2 separate regions of the Cyprinus carpio genome follow, and region 1 is linked to region 2. The links are chromatin contacts, called in public Hi-C maps. All regions are on one chromosome and are shown on one strand. The core of a region is the stretch at or near the end of the contact, and the rest is flanking DNA. Distances in the headings are between cores, read along the strand shown.

Region 1 (7,253 bases), core at 3,497-5,996, 37 kb before region 2:
TTACAATGATCTTGATGCATATATTAAAGTACTTATCTAGTTATCTATTATAATACATTATTTATTTATTCAAACAAGTTTATTAATGTCAGTCTTTTTTTCTTAGTTGGTAAAATGAAGAGCATGAAAAGCCAAAAATGTGTTGCTTGGAACAATTTCCGCATATATAAAAATATATTCTTATATTATATATATATAAATATATAGCATCTATATATATAAGCCATAAAATGTGTATATATATATTCCTTTTTTACATCTTGTGAGTCAACAGCACTGAAAGTGCGCTCTGTGTCTTCATAGCAAGTATTCATATAAAACCAGACACTAAACTGTTCGTCCCGTTAGAACAACTGAAAAGTTTCTACAATGGTCGTACTTTGCGTAGCATTGGAATTGCAGTGACCTCTTGTGGTCATGTTCTGCTTTACATTGTATGTGTAAGAGTTCAAGACGAGTCTTGAGATAGTTTTTTTTTTGGACAAAGTTTTGATTGAGTTAAAATCGTCACTATTTGGTAACAAAATTACTGTTTACTTATGGAATTCAGTTACCATATGTTCAGATGACATTAGGATGATTATCACTGTATTTATTTATTTAAATAATAGGTCTATATAAAATATTCTATATTGCTATACAGCAAACGTCACTATGTATATTCCAGTTATCTTTTTTTAGGGATACTATAGTGAAAAAAAGAGGAAGAAGAAAAATGGGTTTTGCTGTGAGACCTAACTAATATGTAAAAAATAAATAAATAATGATACATAAAATTAACCTTGCAGAACACTATTTTAAATACATAATCTCCTCAAAAAATTTAGTATTATTATTTTTTTTTGGCCTTTTACACCTCAGAGGTCTCAACCTTGTTTCAATGTATCTTACAATTAATGTAGGCTACTTTACAAAAGTGTCATAATTTTTTACATAATTTGTTGAACTGATTTTAAAATATTTAGAAAACAATATACTGATTTTACTGAACAAAACCATAATATTCAGTTGTGCCCCATGGTTTGCAGGCAACCTTTTAATAAAAATGTATAAAATGATTAAATGTAGCATTAAATAAAATTTAGGAAATGACGGACGGAAATATTCATTAAAGCGTTGACAATCAAGAAGCAATATCACAGCATGACGGAAGGACATTTATTTAAATCAACTTATTTTTAATCATGTTTATTGCTAGAAAATTATAAAATCACATAATCCAGTGTTTTTGAATACCTAAAATAAATATATGACAAAAACCAAAAATAAATAGTTGTTTTATAAAATTAATATCTCAAGAAATCATTGACTCGAGGTTGAACTTTTATATGCGAAAATGTCTTCCAGGAAATGGACTTTTAATTTGAAAAGTCTCCCGGAAACACACTTGCTGCTGGATTCGCGCTTTTGAGTGTCGGCGCCTGAACACGCAGAAATCAATACTCGCCGCTTTTTAGAATTAAAATCGAGATATCTGGAAAATAAAAACTCTTAAGAGATGTTTTATCACGTAAGTTCGTAACTGTTTCGATTTTACGTGTAAAATGTACATTAGCGTACGCTCTTATCATGTATGCATTGATGCCGTTTTGTCTCGGCTAACGTTAAGTTAACTTTTCCTGCACAAATGCTGGATGTAATAAAGCTAGCTAGCTAGTTAAATGTAGTAATTTTGGAGATTTATGGATATTATGTTGATATTTTTCTTATTTGATAAGAAAATACGAATCAGTCAATGTAAGTTAACTGTTAATGTAAACAGATTCTAGATACGTACATTAATGCATTAATTGCATTTACTTAATGTAACTTGTTGTATGACTTATTTATGAATTTCTCTCTCTCTTTCTCTCTCTCTCTCTCTCTCTCTATATATATATATATATATGCATACTAATTAATTTATTTATTTATTTATTGTTTGTTTGTTGTTTTCTCAATATCCATCCCAATAGATCTCTTTGGAGCATGAGATTCTCCTGCATCCCCGATACTTTGGACCGAACCTGTTGAACACAGTCAAACAGAAGCTGTTCACTGAGGTGGAGGGAACATGTACAGGAAAGTAAGTCCAACAGAAATCAAGAGATCTGACTCTTTTCAGTGATTATTATGAAAAATGAATCTCAGATGTCTTTCTTTTGTTTCATAGGTACGGCTTTGTTATTGCAGTAACCACGATCGATAATATTGGAGCGGGTGTTATCCAGCCTGGCAGGGGTTTTGTGCTGTATCCCGTCAAATACAAAGCCATCGTGTTCCGTCCCTTTAAGGGAGAAGTTGTGGATGCTGTCGTCACCCAGGTTAACAAAGTACGGGTCGATGATGTTTTAAATGATTTTGATAAAACTCGCCGTCCCTGCTGATGATTTATTTTTTTACACCTCAGTATAATGTTTTTCTCTCTTTCCTTTCCCAGGTTGGACTCTTTACAGAAATTGGCCCCATGTCTTGTTTCATTTCTCGTCATGTAGGTTGTTTATATATATATATATATATTATATATTGGTTTGTGTAATGATTAGTTGTTGATTGTTGTTGTTTTTTTTTTTTTTTTTTCTGTTATATCTAGTTTATTTCTTATGTGGTGTTTTTTGAAAACTCAAATCCTCCATGTTATAAGACAGTCGATGAGGTAGGAAGCGTTTTATTGAGGGGAATTCTTCAAGTCCTCATTTGCACGAATATAGGTGGTTTCAGTTTGTTGTCTTCAACAGGACATTGTGATCCAACAAGACGATGAAATTCGGCTGAAGATTGTGGGAACCCGAGTGGATAAGAATGATATTGTAAGTCCCTGTCACTTTGTTGATATTTAGAAAATTTCAATTTGGATATAATTCTAAAGGTTATTTAATTCCTTTTTTTTGTTTGTTTCTTTTTTATTAGTTTGCCATTGGCTCTCTCATGGATGACTACCTGGGTATGTATTTCTTGTAAAGAAAACATCTGTCACAGCTGTGTTTACAGTGCCATATCTTTATTGAGTTATAATTTACAATAACTGTTGTACCTGTTATATCAAAAACCATTCATTTCAATGCTGTTGTTTTTTCCCAATAACGTATTGTCTATTCTTTGTCTATTTTATGTTGTACTATCCAACTATTGTCTAAGACTTTTATTCTCATTCTTCTAGGTCTTGTGAGCTGATTCTTCTGCCAAGAATATGGGAAATATGAAACTTGATGCTAACTAGTTTATGTATATACTGTAATTATTTTCCCATTCATTTGAAGTTGTGTTTTTTTCTCCCCTCTTTTTATTGTTATTTTTATCCCCATGTTAGTATATCCATAGTTTTCCCATGGCAAGAGTTCAATTGTGGAGCGGCATCAAGTTAAATGGGAAAGACTGTGAATTGTTTCATTTAAATATCATTAGTTGGGCTCTTGAGATATTGAGAGATCCTGTGGGCAAAAGCATTTCACAAGCATGTTATGGAAAGTCAGCGGTATCATTCATCACATTTTATAATGTAAGGTCATTTTTAAGCATATTTTTGTAAATGCCAGCCAGCCTGTACTTGAATATATTTCTCTTTTGTAATACAGCACTCACAAAATGTTGACCGTGTCTCCGTCTGGTTTTCTTGTTTTAGTTATTGCTTGTTCTGTGATTCTGTGTGAGAGAGGCTTGATACATAGTACGCAGTGAGCATTGCTGATATTGGTACCCCACTCTGAAAACAATATCATTATTATTGCAACAGCTTTCTTTCATGCCAGTCACACAGTGGCACGCTGCCTACTGAAATATTTAAAGGAATAGTTCACCACACAAAATAATATTTACTCACCATCAGGCTTTTCAAGATGAGTCTGTTTCTTCGTGGGAACAGAATCTGGATAAATTTAGCAGTACACTCGCTCGCCAATGGATCCAAACATGTAATCATCAAGATGCCTAACAAGGAAGTCATAGGCTGCTTTGGGACTGAATATAAACTGTGGTCTTTTGGGAAGGCCTTTATAAATATCAGAGCAACTGCATTTACTTCCCTTAAATAGGAACTTCACAGGCTTTTTTGAGTTGTATAGTATCCATGCACAGATAAGACTATTTTTTTTGTTTTTCTTCACGTTTTGATTTTATTGGAAATCTTGAATGGATTTTTTTTTTTTTTTTTTTTATATTGTGATGTTGTTTTGCTATTATATTTTTGATATGGAAATTAAATTTAAGCTTAATGTTCAAAACCTGCATTACTTTATTCAGAGGAACACAATGCTTGACAGAACTGTAGCAGATGCTTGACACAACTGTAGGGACAGTCTGTTATTAGGTAATTTTTCACTTTTATAAAAAGAACTTTATATTTATTTCAGTACTTTCTTAGGTTGGAGGATTTAATTTTTTTTAAACATATAAATAAGCTTTATAATCAAAACTTAGAATGACAATAATCCATTCATTCATTCATTCTGTTTATTCCAAAATGAGACTTCTGTCTGAATATCAAAAACTCGCAGTGTTCCCTAAAAATAAAAACAAGTTTATTATAATTAAACAAGATAGAAATGAGTCTATAAATTTCACAACAAGTGTTACCAAAAAAGGAACAAGAAAATCACAATTTACAATAACTTTAAAGAAGTGCACGGCGTGCCTTCCTTTTTTAGCTTCTTACGTCATTCAAAAGAGATCCATGTAATTTAATCTGGTTTATAAAATGCTTAAAATATTGCTTATCTTTAGTTCATTTTCTCACATGAATCTGATACTTTCCAAACAAATGTATAAAGAAAAAAAAGGCACGTCCATCTCTCACGTTCACGGCCTTATTACGTGTTATTTCTGCGACAGGCCTGGCCTTTACGTCAGCACCGCGCGACCCGTTCCTCCTTTCTCTCGTCCTGAAGATGGCGGCAGGGGTGAGTAAGATGGGAGAAAACCCTTTGATGCCTTATTACAGCACATCTCCATCCACAATCACCCCATAATCACGCCAATCCTTATATCTTTATACGCTGTTTTTGAGCAGTATTATTTTATAGCCTCTTTTAAAGCCGCCGTGATGATTATTTGCGCTGTAAATATTCCCCACACCCCTTTATAAGGTGGTTAGAGTGATGACATTGTGCCACGTTTCCCTTGCTCTCCCGTCCACGCCTTTCACTCCGCTTTAAACATTTTGTAGATGGCTGAGTGTCATGTTATTTGTAGTTTCACATTAAATGCATGACAGCGAAGCGCATGTATATCAGCAGCGCGAGCGGGTAGAAAAGCATTCATCGTGTGGCCGTCAAAACATTTTTAAACCATTGACATCCAATTCTGAAACCTAGTGTTGAAAGTCTTAATCATAGGTTTCAAAACTTAACAACACCAGATGGTTTATAAATAAATGTACTGAAGCATCCAGTGTTTGTTCTCTATTTGTGCATGCAGACTGTTTATAGTGTGTGAGGTCAATTATTTCAGGAATAGACTTTGTCAGCTGCCTCGGGGATAGTGCTGTGTAATGCTCTGTGAGGGGTCATAATGAAGGGACAGCTTCTGTTGGCACTGAGTCTGAACGAGCAGCATCCGTTTCAGCGATGTGATCTCAAACCTTGTGTTTCTGCAGACTCTCTACACATACCCAGAGAACTGGAGGGCCTTTAAGGCTCAGATCGCTGCCCAGTACAGCGGGGCTCGTCTGAAGATTGCGAGCGCCTCCCCTGCCTTCACCTTTGGGCAGACGAACCGATCCCCTGCTTTCCTCAGCAACTTTCCCTTGGGCAAGGTTAGTATCCGCATGCCTTTTTAAATGCATGTGTCCTGGATGTAGTTATTAATGTTGTTCCCGTCCATTTAGGTTCCTGCTTACCAGGGTGATGATGGCTTCTGTCTGTTTGAGAGCAATGCCATTGCTCACTTCTGTAAGTATGCTTTATAGGGCCTGTTTATGCTTGGCCACTTCTTTTGATCGGATGGCGATTTGTTAAAAGGGCTCCATTTGCTCTTTCACAGAAATTTTTATCCTCAAAACAAATATAAATCTTTAGTTCTTTTGGTGTATGGAAATTAAACAAATGTGTGTTGTATTTCATTCATCCTCCAATTTCAAATTCAAAGGCCGTAATAGGTGTGAGAGAGCGTGCATTCAGGTGTTTTAATGAAGATGAGTGTGTGTTGAGCTTTGGGATGCGATGCCGAGCATTGGGTTTTCCTAAACTGATCCTAAATTGCATTGATTTTAAATTAGGGTGTATAAAGACAGAAACTGATATGAAATTTTTCTTGTGTACGCTGATTGAAGAGCATGCATTTGCAACTCGTATACCAGAAATTCAAATAGCTCAATGTCTTTTATTAAGTGTTAAGATAAAAAGGTAATCAAAATATGCATTCATTTGTTGGAAAATAAGCAACATTATAACTGCTGATTATTAATCACATTAATTTATATGAAAATTTGCCGATAATTGCTTACACGCATTATTTGCAGAAACCATCAAATGCCCGCCACATGTTTTCAGAGAGCGCATATTATAATAATTTATATGATCCATAAAGAGATACTTGTATTTTTACAGGTGTTGATGCACTTGTACATATTGCATTTGAGTTTAATATGACCTGCAGTTTACGAAGAGGGATGCATTCGGAATTTTCTATTTTTTGTGTGTGTGCATTCGGATGTTTATTTATTTTATGAGCTGTTGTATGTTCAGATTTTAAACGAGTCCCTGGTCTTTTTCACGATCAGAGGAAATGCCTGAAGTGGCCAAGTGTAAATAGGCTCATATGAACTATTGTGATGCTTTAAAAAATGTTTAGTGTTTTATTACACCCAGTTAATGCTGTTGTTTCCTGCTGACAGTGAGCAATGATGCCCTCCGTGGCAGCACTCCTCAGGCCAGTGCCCAGGTGCTGCAGTGGGTCAGTTTTGCTGACTCTGAGATCATCCCTCCAGCTAGTGCCTGGGTGTTCCCCACCTTGGGTATCATGCAGTTCAACAAACAGGTTAGCTTTTAATATATTAGTGTAATGGTCTCATCTGTCGGGAATTGAATGTTTTTTGTAAGTCTGCACTCTGTCTTGTTTGCAGGCCACAGAACAGGCTAAGGAAGAGGTGAAACGTGTCCTCGCCATCCTCAATCAGCATTTAACCACTCGCACTTTCCTGGTTGGGGAGAGAGTCAGTCTGGCTGACATCACTGTTGTCTGCTCTCTGCTCTGGCTCTACAAACAGGTGAGTCTGCAGGGTGCCATGAAAACCTGAGCTGTGACCAGGTTGTATTAATTAGGGATGTGGATTCACAAAA
Region 2 (7,054 bases), core at 1,531-4,030:
TCTAGCAATGGTTTCCAAATAAGACGTCGGGAGAAGCAGAAAAAAATGTTTCTAATTATGCGACTCCACAAATCTGTGAAGAGCCGTTTACTTTAAAATAGCTGGTCATTTTCAAGATGGGTTGTAACTCCCCAAATTAATACTTCTGTAAATATTTAGAGCAAAGGTTTCCCATCCTTTTTGAATGGGACAGAGAGGTACATTAAGTTTTAAGTTGGGGTGAATATATAGTTTTCTTGGGACAGCTTTAAATGATTACTTTTGCTGTTAACAGTTGTTTTCTAACAGAGTCAGTAACAGTGGAATAGTACTGGAGAGAACTGATATCAGGGCAGGCCCCCGCAAGCATGTACCTGTCTGTGCTGATTCCAGCATTTGTTTGCAGTGCTAGTGTTACATTAAGACTTTTCTTGCTTTTCTGCTGTAGGGAAAACCTCTCAATTTCAAGTAACCACATCTGTGATCTGACCCAAGCCGTAAGGTTTTATTATTATCATTTTGAATTATATTAGTGTCACCGAAACCACATTTCATTTCCCTTTGTCACAGTGTTCACAGAAACGCACATGTATCTTGTCTTGTCATGCATCATTGCTTTAAAGGCCTGAAATACATGTTTATGAAATGAAACAAATTCCCAACATTTCTCTAGCCTGGACTGAAAGGCTTAAAACAGATAACTCTTTGTCCTCCGCTTCCTCCATGCAGAAATTATCAAACGCTAAATTGGACAAGAAGCCACGGGACAGCTTCAAAGGCCATGGAGTGTGAAGGAAAATTCAACACTTCACAGATTTAAAGAATGTGCATGAGCGCTAATGGCACTTGCTCTTTAAAGTTTCTCTTCATGATGCCTGAGCTGCAGGAGTATTTTAGGTGTTTGGTATGAAGTCACTCGATTTAGTCTTGACAAAAGCCTCGCAGCTTATGCTTTTGAACAATTGAAACTTATAATTTTTGAGTAACTCGAGAAGTACATTATTAGAGCAAATACTGCTTGATAGAAAGGAGTTGTTTCCCACATGATCTGGCCGTCTAAACCTTTTTATTAAATGAAACAAAAATGGACTAAGATAAGGGTGGATAATGAAGTTTGATAATTTGGTTTGTGTGAAATTAAATGAGTGAAATGACTGTGTAGTTTAGCCTCCAGTGTCTTCGGCCATAACCATGTGAATTGAGGAGTTTTTAGGCGATCAAATGAGGATTTGCACATGATGTTTGCTTTCCTGTGAGAGAAACTTACTTGAACTTTTTTTTTGTTTGTGGCAAGTGACAGTTTCATGCTATTGGCATGGTTACTATGAATGGCTTCACATCATTTTAGGTTTTTAGTTTACAGTCGTCTTGAATTGCTTCTTGACATCAAATGTTGCAAACAAACGCATAGATGAGAGTGTAAGAGTTTGACTCTCACTCATATGCGTGTGTAAGGCAACTAAAACATTTTCAAACACAGTAATATCTGACAGTGACCAGCAATTTCACTCTTTCTGTAGCTGCCCAAACAGATTCCCAGTGTTTGGAGTGCAGGGTGGATTTGCAGCCATGTGAGGCTGAGTTTATTTTGAGGGAGTGATGCTGTTAATTGTATTTAACAATAATTAGTTATCAAACTTAATATTTAAACACAAAAGTAATTGTGACTTTCACTTGTCAGACTAGTCAGACAATTATTCAACAGCAACATCCAGAGGAAACGTTTAATCTTGTGCAGACACGTGTGCGCTTCTGTCTTTGGTTCGTGCAAAGGAAAACTCCCCGTTCTGTGCGCCCGTATTGTAACCGTTTCAGTCAATGTCGCCCTCTTAGGGTAAACCAAAGTATAAAGCCAACTAGGGTGGGGCTGCATTTTTAAAGGAAAAAGGAAATAAAGTCAGTCTGATCCACTAGCTTAAGGTCTCAAAACCATGCAACAAAACTATTATTATAAAGTTTTTTGCTTTAAAAGATAAAAGTGTGATACTTGGGTTGAATGTACATTTTGTAATTGATGGTTTTGACATCTGGCTATTTGATGCATTGAAATATTTACTTATATTACATCTGATTTCCCTCTCCTTTCTTGCTTTCTTTCAGAATATAAAGGAAGACGGGAGAGAGTTTGAGCATTAGCCTTGGCAATTCAGTAGGTTCCTTTATTTATAAGTTTGACATGCATAAAACATCAGCTATAAGACTAAGCAGAACCTTCTGCCAATTTGTTGCTTTGACAATGGAATGAATGAAAGCATAAGCAGTAACACCCACTTGTCATTCAGCAAGAATTGCTGGGTGTATGCTGTGTCACCCAATTATGATTCATACACAAATCAATTAAGGTTTATAATGGGTTCCCTCCATATCCTTTTTAGGTCCTCTTGCTCCTTTTTGTACAACAGTAATTCTAATTTGGGGTTTTGGTTTTTCCTTTTTTTGTTTTTTTTTTTAAATTTTACAGTAAGATGTTCGTTTTTTTTTTTTGCTAGACCTCAAAGCTAGGTCTGCTTAAAAGGTCCCGATTACAACTCAACAGTTCACAAAGATGTGTTCTATTTCATCGCTGAGGTCTTATGATCGTACAAACACCAGAGGTATTTTGAAGCGTCTGCTTACATGGATCATAGCAGGTCATATGATTTTGGGTAAGAGCCATCTGCTTAAAGCAAATACCCTGCAGTAATACTCTGGTAATGACGTGGTTTATACTCTTGTAAAAGCTTAAGGATATCTCACTTATACAAAGTAAGATAATCTGTGCTATACTTGGTGTCAGAGTTGTTTTGAGCTCAGTCTCTGTGGTTAAGAGAAAGAAAGGTGTGCCTCCTTGGGCACAATTAATGTGTTGGGCAATGTAATGTGCTTCTGCTGCCACTTTGTTCCATGATAGTTCCATGTTTCAGTCATGAATGTACACATCTGCCTCTATTTTTTTTTTTTTTTTTGATTTCTTTTTTTCTTACCCTCCCACTCAGTTTGCTCCTCCAAAAGTGCACTGTGAGGAATCTGTCAGATTTGTGACAACAGCCGCTGTGCAAATAGTACCGTGCACTATATAGGTTTAAAAAAGGGTAAAGGAAGTAGAACATGTATGTATAGTGGTACAGGAATGTTGATAGAGGGAGTGGCAACATGTTAAGAGGCAGAACATAGACCAGGCTGGGAGAGAAATAATAAGCTTTTGCATGGCTTGCTAGGGAGTTCTTAAGTACACAGCAATGTAGGTTTTCCCCTTTTCCTTTTGTAAATATCAGCTTTAGCCAACAACAATAAGGCACTTTTTTCAGGCTTGGGTTTCACAGCTTTCATGTCCCATGTGTAGCATTTCTACCCCTGTGCACTTTGAGAGGTTTTACTGAAATTACATTCAGACTTAATGTCTATTAAATGTAAAATGTTGTGCATTATTCTGTTGCATGTGATGTTGACTAATCCTTTTTTAAAGCATTTAGAATTTGTTAACAATCACATAATCAAAGTAGATTCCACATGAAACTAACGTTTCTTTCAGAATTCCAGTTAAAGCAACAGTAAAATGTGTTAAATTATTGTAATGTTGATGTGTAGTTGTAGTGTCGTCTTGTTTTCTCCTTATTGTTTATAATGTTAAACCCGTCTATTCTTTTAATATCTAACAGCCTCTAATAGTGCTTTAGTATAAATAGAAAATTTTGTGTACAATTCAAACAGAGGGAAGCATGATTGACTCTCTCAAATGATCTGCTCTGTATTATCCTGTCTCTGGAGTATAATGGTTGACATGGACACAAATCTAGGCTTCTTTTACTCCAGTGGGAAGCATATTTAGTGGGAGGCAAGTGGTATTTATAATTTAGAGGGGAGAAAATGTTCTCATTCTATAAAATACACAGAATTTCTCTAGTCATTTATGAATAATCAATTTTCCAATTAACCAATTTCCAGAAGACAGAGACTGTATATTTTAAATGCATATCTTGATCTTAAATGCATATATCTGTTCAACTTTGTTAGTGTTTAGATACTTGCATATAGATGAACTTAAAACTAATAGACAGACTAAAAGCAACTTTAGCAATGTATTTACATCTTTGCAATTCCTTGATTGCTGCTGAAATAAATTATTTCAATTTACATATTTTTTTTTTTAATAGAAATAAATTTGAATGAACTTTTTATCATTAGCTTCATGAATGGTGGAGTTGCACCTAAGCCTTTAATATTTGCAGCATTGTTTTCACATTTTATTTTGAGTGTGTACATTCCTTCAGTAATCCACAGGTCAGGTCAGGCTTATTTCAGAAGGGAGTATACTTACTATTTTGAATCAAGGGAGCATTTGGATTGCTTGAATAACCCTAAGATCCCACCAATTCATGTTCACATGAGACAAAGCTTTTTCCATTTCCATTTCTTACACTCTGTATGGCATTTTGGAATACTTTATTCTGACAGATCAATCATGTTATTGAGCAAACAAATATTTTTGTGTAATACCAGTTTTTTTTGAGTTCTACTTAGCTTTTGGTATAACAAGATGTATATTTTTTTTCATAATTAAAATAAACTAGTGCAACACATTTACCAATGTGTAGTGAAATATGAATGTAGGCCTAGGTGTTTTCATGTTCAAGAGATCTTGCAGGGTGGATGATTTTGATATCCCTGAAACAAAGAACTTTCTGTGTTGAAAGCTGTGATGGCAGGCCTATGTCAGCTAAAAAACAAACAAACTCTGAAGCGATGTTCATCAAGCAAAGACTTCCCAGATCTACAGTCCGATTTTCATTTCATGGACATCAGATTTTTAGATATAATTATATGTTTAATCTCTGTGTATTAAACTGAGCTTAATGCATTTAGTGACAAGTAATTCCTCTTGTTTTAAAGCTTTCTCTCCTCATGCGGCTTAGTGTTTTGCTGCTGAAGAAAATTATTGTATAAAGATAACTCAGTTCTTGCTAGAAATATGTAGTTAAACCACTGCTAAGTTCCCAAACAGAAATCATGCTTGTTTACTTTCACTTTGTTGGAGACTATATTGCCATCTGGTGGTCTCAGTTTGAAACTAATTTACTGTTATCAAAGAAAAAAGAAAAAAGAAAAAAAAGACAGCATTGTTTTATTTTATTTATTTATTTATTTATTATTATTATTATTATTTTAAATGTATGAACATACTGTTAAACCTATCTGTGAAAGGTTCATTTGAATGCAAGACACTAACTTTCTTTTTTTCTGTGTTAAGGAAAGAACAAGGGCTGACACGGTCCACACTAGGGGACAGGTGAAGAAGTAACACGTTTAGAGGTATACAAAATGAAATGTTAGATGCGTTTTAGCTGTGATGTTAATATCTACATGTAATTCACAGCAAAGCATAGTTAATTTTTTTTTTTTTTTTTATCAGTTACTGAAAAATACTAAGCACTTTTTTACTGTTTATAAGGTAATTTCTCTTCTGAAAAAAGCTTATGCTCATTCAGCTTGAAACTGTATAGTAGTCAACATATATTTGGTGTTGTGTAATTGTGTAACTGTTTTACTGTGTTTCATTGTGTATTGTGTAATTTCTCATTTTATTTATTTATAAGATGGCTGACGAGCAGGACACAAGGGAAGTGCTTTTCCCACAGTGGACAGGCACTGATAAGCTTGGGCTCACCATAGAACAAAAAGGTCAAGGAGAGATTTTTGTCAAAGAGGTGAAAGATGAGTCCCCTGCTGCTCATACTGGGAAAGTATACGAAGGTATGAAGTCAAAAAAAAACCCTGCAGGTTGTAATGTAATGTGTAAACATTTAGAAAACCTAATTTTCTAACATTTCTCGAAAGTTTTTATTCTCTGAACAACATTTGTCACCCCCTTTTGGTGACTTTTTTATTTTATTTTTTAAATGAGCTAATGCTCTTGTAGGTCTTCCAGATATAATTTATCTATTGTAATTCATTTTGTTTGAACTTACCATGTACTGTTTTTTTGTCACAGGTGACCAAATTGTGGGGGCCACCATTTACTTTGACAACATGAGCTCAGAAGAAACGGCTGAACTGTTAAAGACTCTTAACCGACATAAGGTTGGACTAAAATTACAAAATAAGTCTGGAGACAAGTCACCTTGCCGTTCTCCAATGGGGACATTGTCACGGGAAGGACGTGGAGGGTCTAGTTCAGACATTCTTCTGGTAAGGTTGCCTCGTAAATCGTTGATTTTCAGTATGATCAGTACTTCAGTATTTAAAAACTAAATTTAACAGAAATGTTTTACACATTTCTCTCTTGCATAAGTTTCACACAGAAATGGCATGTCGAAGTAATTTGTTATATTCCATTTCCTGTAGAGTGGGGATGATGAAGATTACAAGAGAATCTACACTAAGAAGATTAAACCTAGACTAAAGTCAGAGGATCTTGCTGAGGGTGTTGATGTGCGCACAGAACGTCACAGCAGCACAAGCAGTGATGGTTGCACCATTACTACAATCACTCGTCGAATAACTACCTACACTGTGGATGTGCCTGGGGAGACTAGTCAGCAGATTGATCACTCAAACCCTGATTTCAAAATTCAGGTCTTGCAGCATGAGCAGTCAGAGGGAGATTCTACTCAAATCAGATTACCACATAGTAGCCTTGTTAGTGGTGCACACGGAGCTATAAAAATGGGGGACATAACTCTTAGTGGGCCCCATGTCACTGGCTCCACTGTGAAGCACTCTAGCACAGGATCTTTAGAAGCAACAAGTGAATTAGATGGTAGTGGGAAAGAGATTATAATTAATGTGTCAGACACTGGACTGTCAGGTGGTAGAGGACAGAAGGTGATAGAACATTTTGGAAAGACTGAAGCTTCTGCAGGCAGTAGTGATCTCTCTGGCAAAGTAACCATGGGGTTAGACAAAGACGTGAGAAATATTTCTTCTCCAGTGGAAGCTGGTTTTAAAGCTTCAAGTATGATGGGAGGAACTGAGGTTGCTACATTAAAGGGCCCTGTTCTGAACACTCGCGTTTCAGGTTTTTCCATTAGTGGAGATACAGGGGGCAGTATTGGCAGGGAATCTTCGTCTGAAGAGCATAAGGATGGGTCTGCTGATA

The links. Hi-C and Micro-C count contacts between places; a contact is called where the count stands out from the background.
Region 1: a contact with region 2 is called in a Hi-C map of skeletal muscle, with 2.2 times the contacts expected there. The contact joins the promoter of LOC109109902 here to the enhancer-like site in region 2. A contact is called at or near these places in 4 of 8 Hi-C or Micro-C datasets (liver and skeletal muscle).

What each region holds. Positions count from the first base shown.
Region 1 is chrB14:21,536,446-21,543,698 of ASM1834038v1, reverse strand. LOC109109902 (elongation factor 1-gamma) reads left to right here and starts at 4,746. Exons shown (of 10, transcript XM_042738558.1): 1 at 4,746-4,874; 2 at 5,570-5,728; 3 at 5,801-5,864; 4 at 6,809-6,951; 5 at 7,037-7,180. The coding sequence starts at 4,863. LOC109110454 (DNA-directed RNA polymerase II subunit RPB7-like) reads left to right here and starts at 1,353. Exons shown (of 8, transcript XM_042738560.1): 1 at 1,353-1,510; 2 at 1,956-2,065; 3 at 2,153-2,312; 4 at 2,420-2,470; 5 at 2,573-2,635; 6 at 2,718-2,789; 7 at 2,890-2,923; 8 at 3,140-3,571. The coding sequence starts at 1,499. The coding sequence ends at 3,153.
Region 2 is chrB14:21,497,192-21,504,245 of ASM1834038v1, reverse strand. LOC109077176 (neuroblast differentiation-associated protein AHNAK-like) reads left to right here. Exons shown (of 10, transcript XM_042738553.1): 2 at 5,207-5,268; 3 at 5,553-5,709; 4 at 5,948-6,144; 5 at 6,301-7,054. The coding sequence starts at 5,553. Among protein-coding and RNA genes, the nearest start is that of LOC109077176, 9.0 kb to the left of the region's middle. Within about 2 kb of position 2,780, at least 1 of the 8 cell types and tissues checked has an H3K27ac peak or open chromatin away from gene starts, as enhancers often do. A contact at or near this core is called in skeletal muscle, where this site is marked.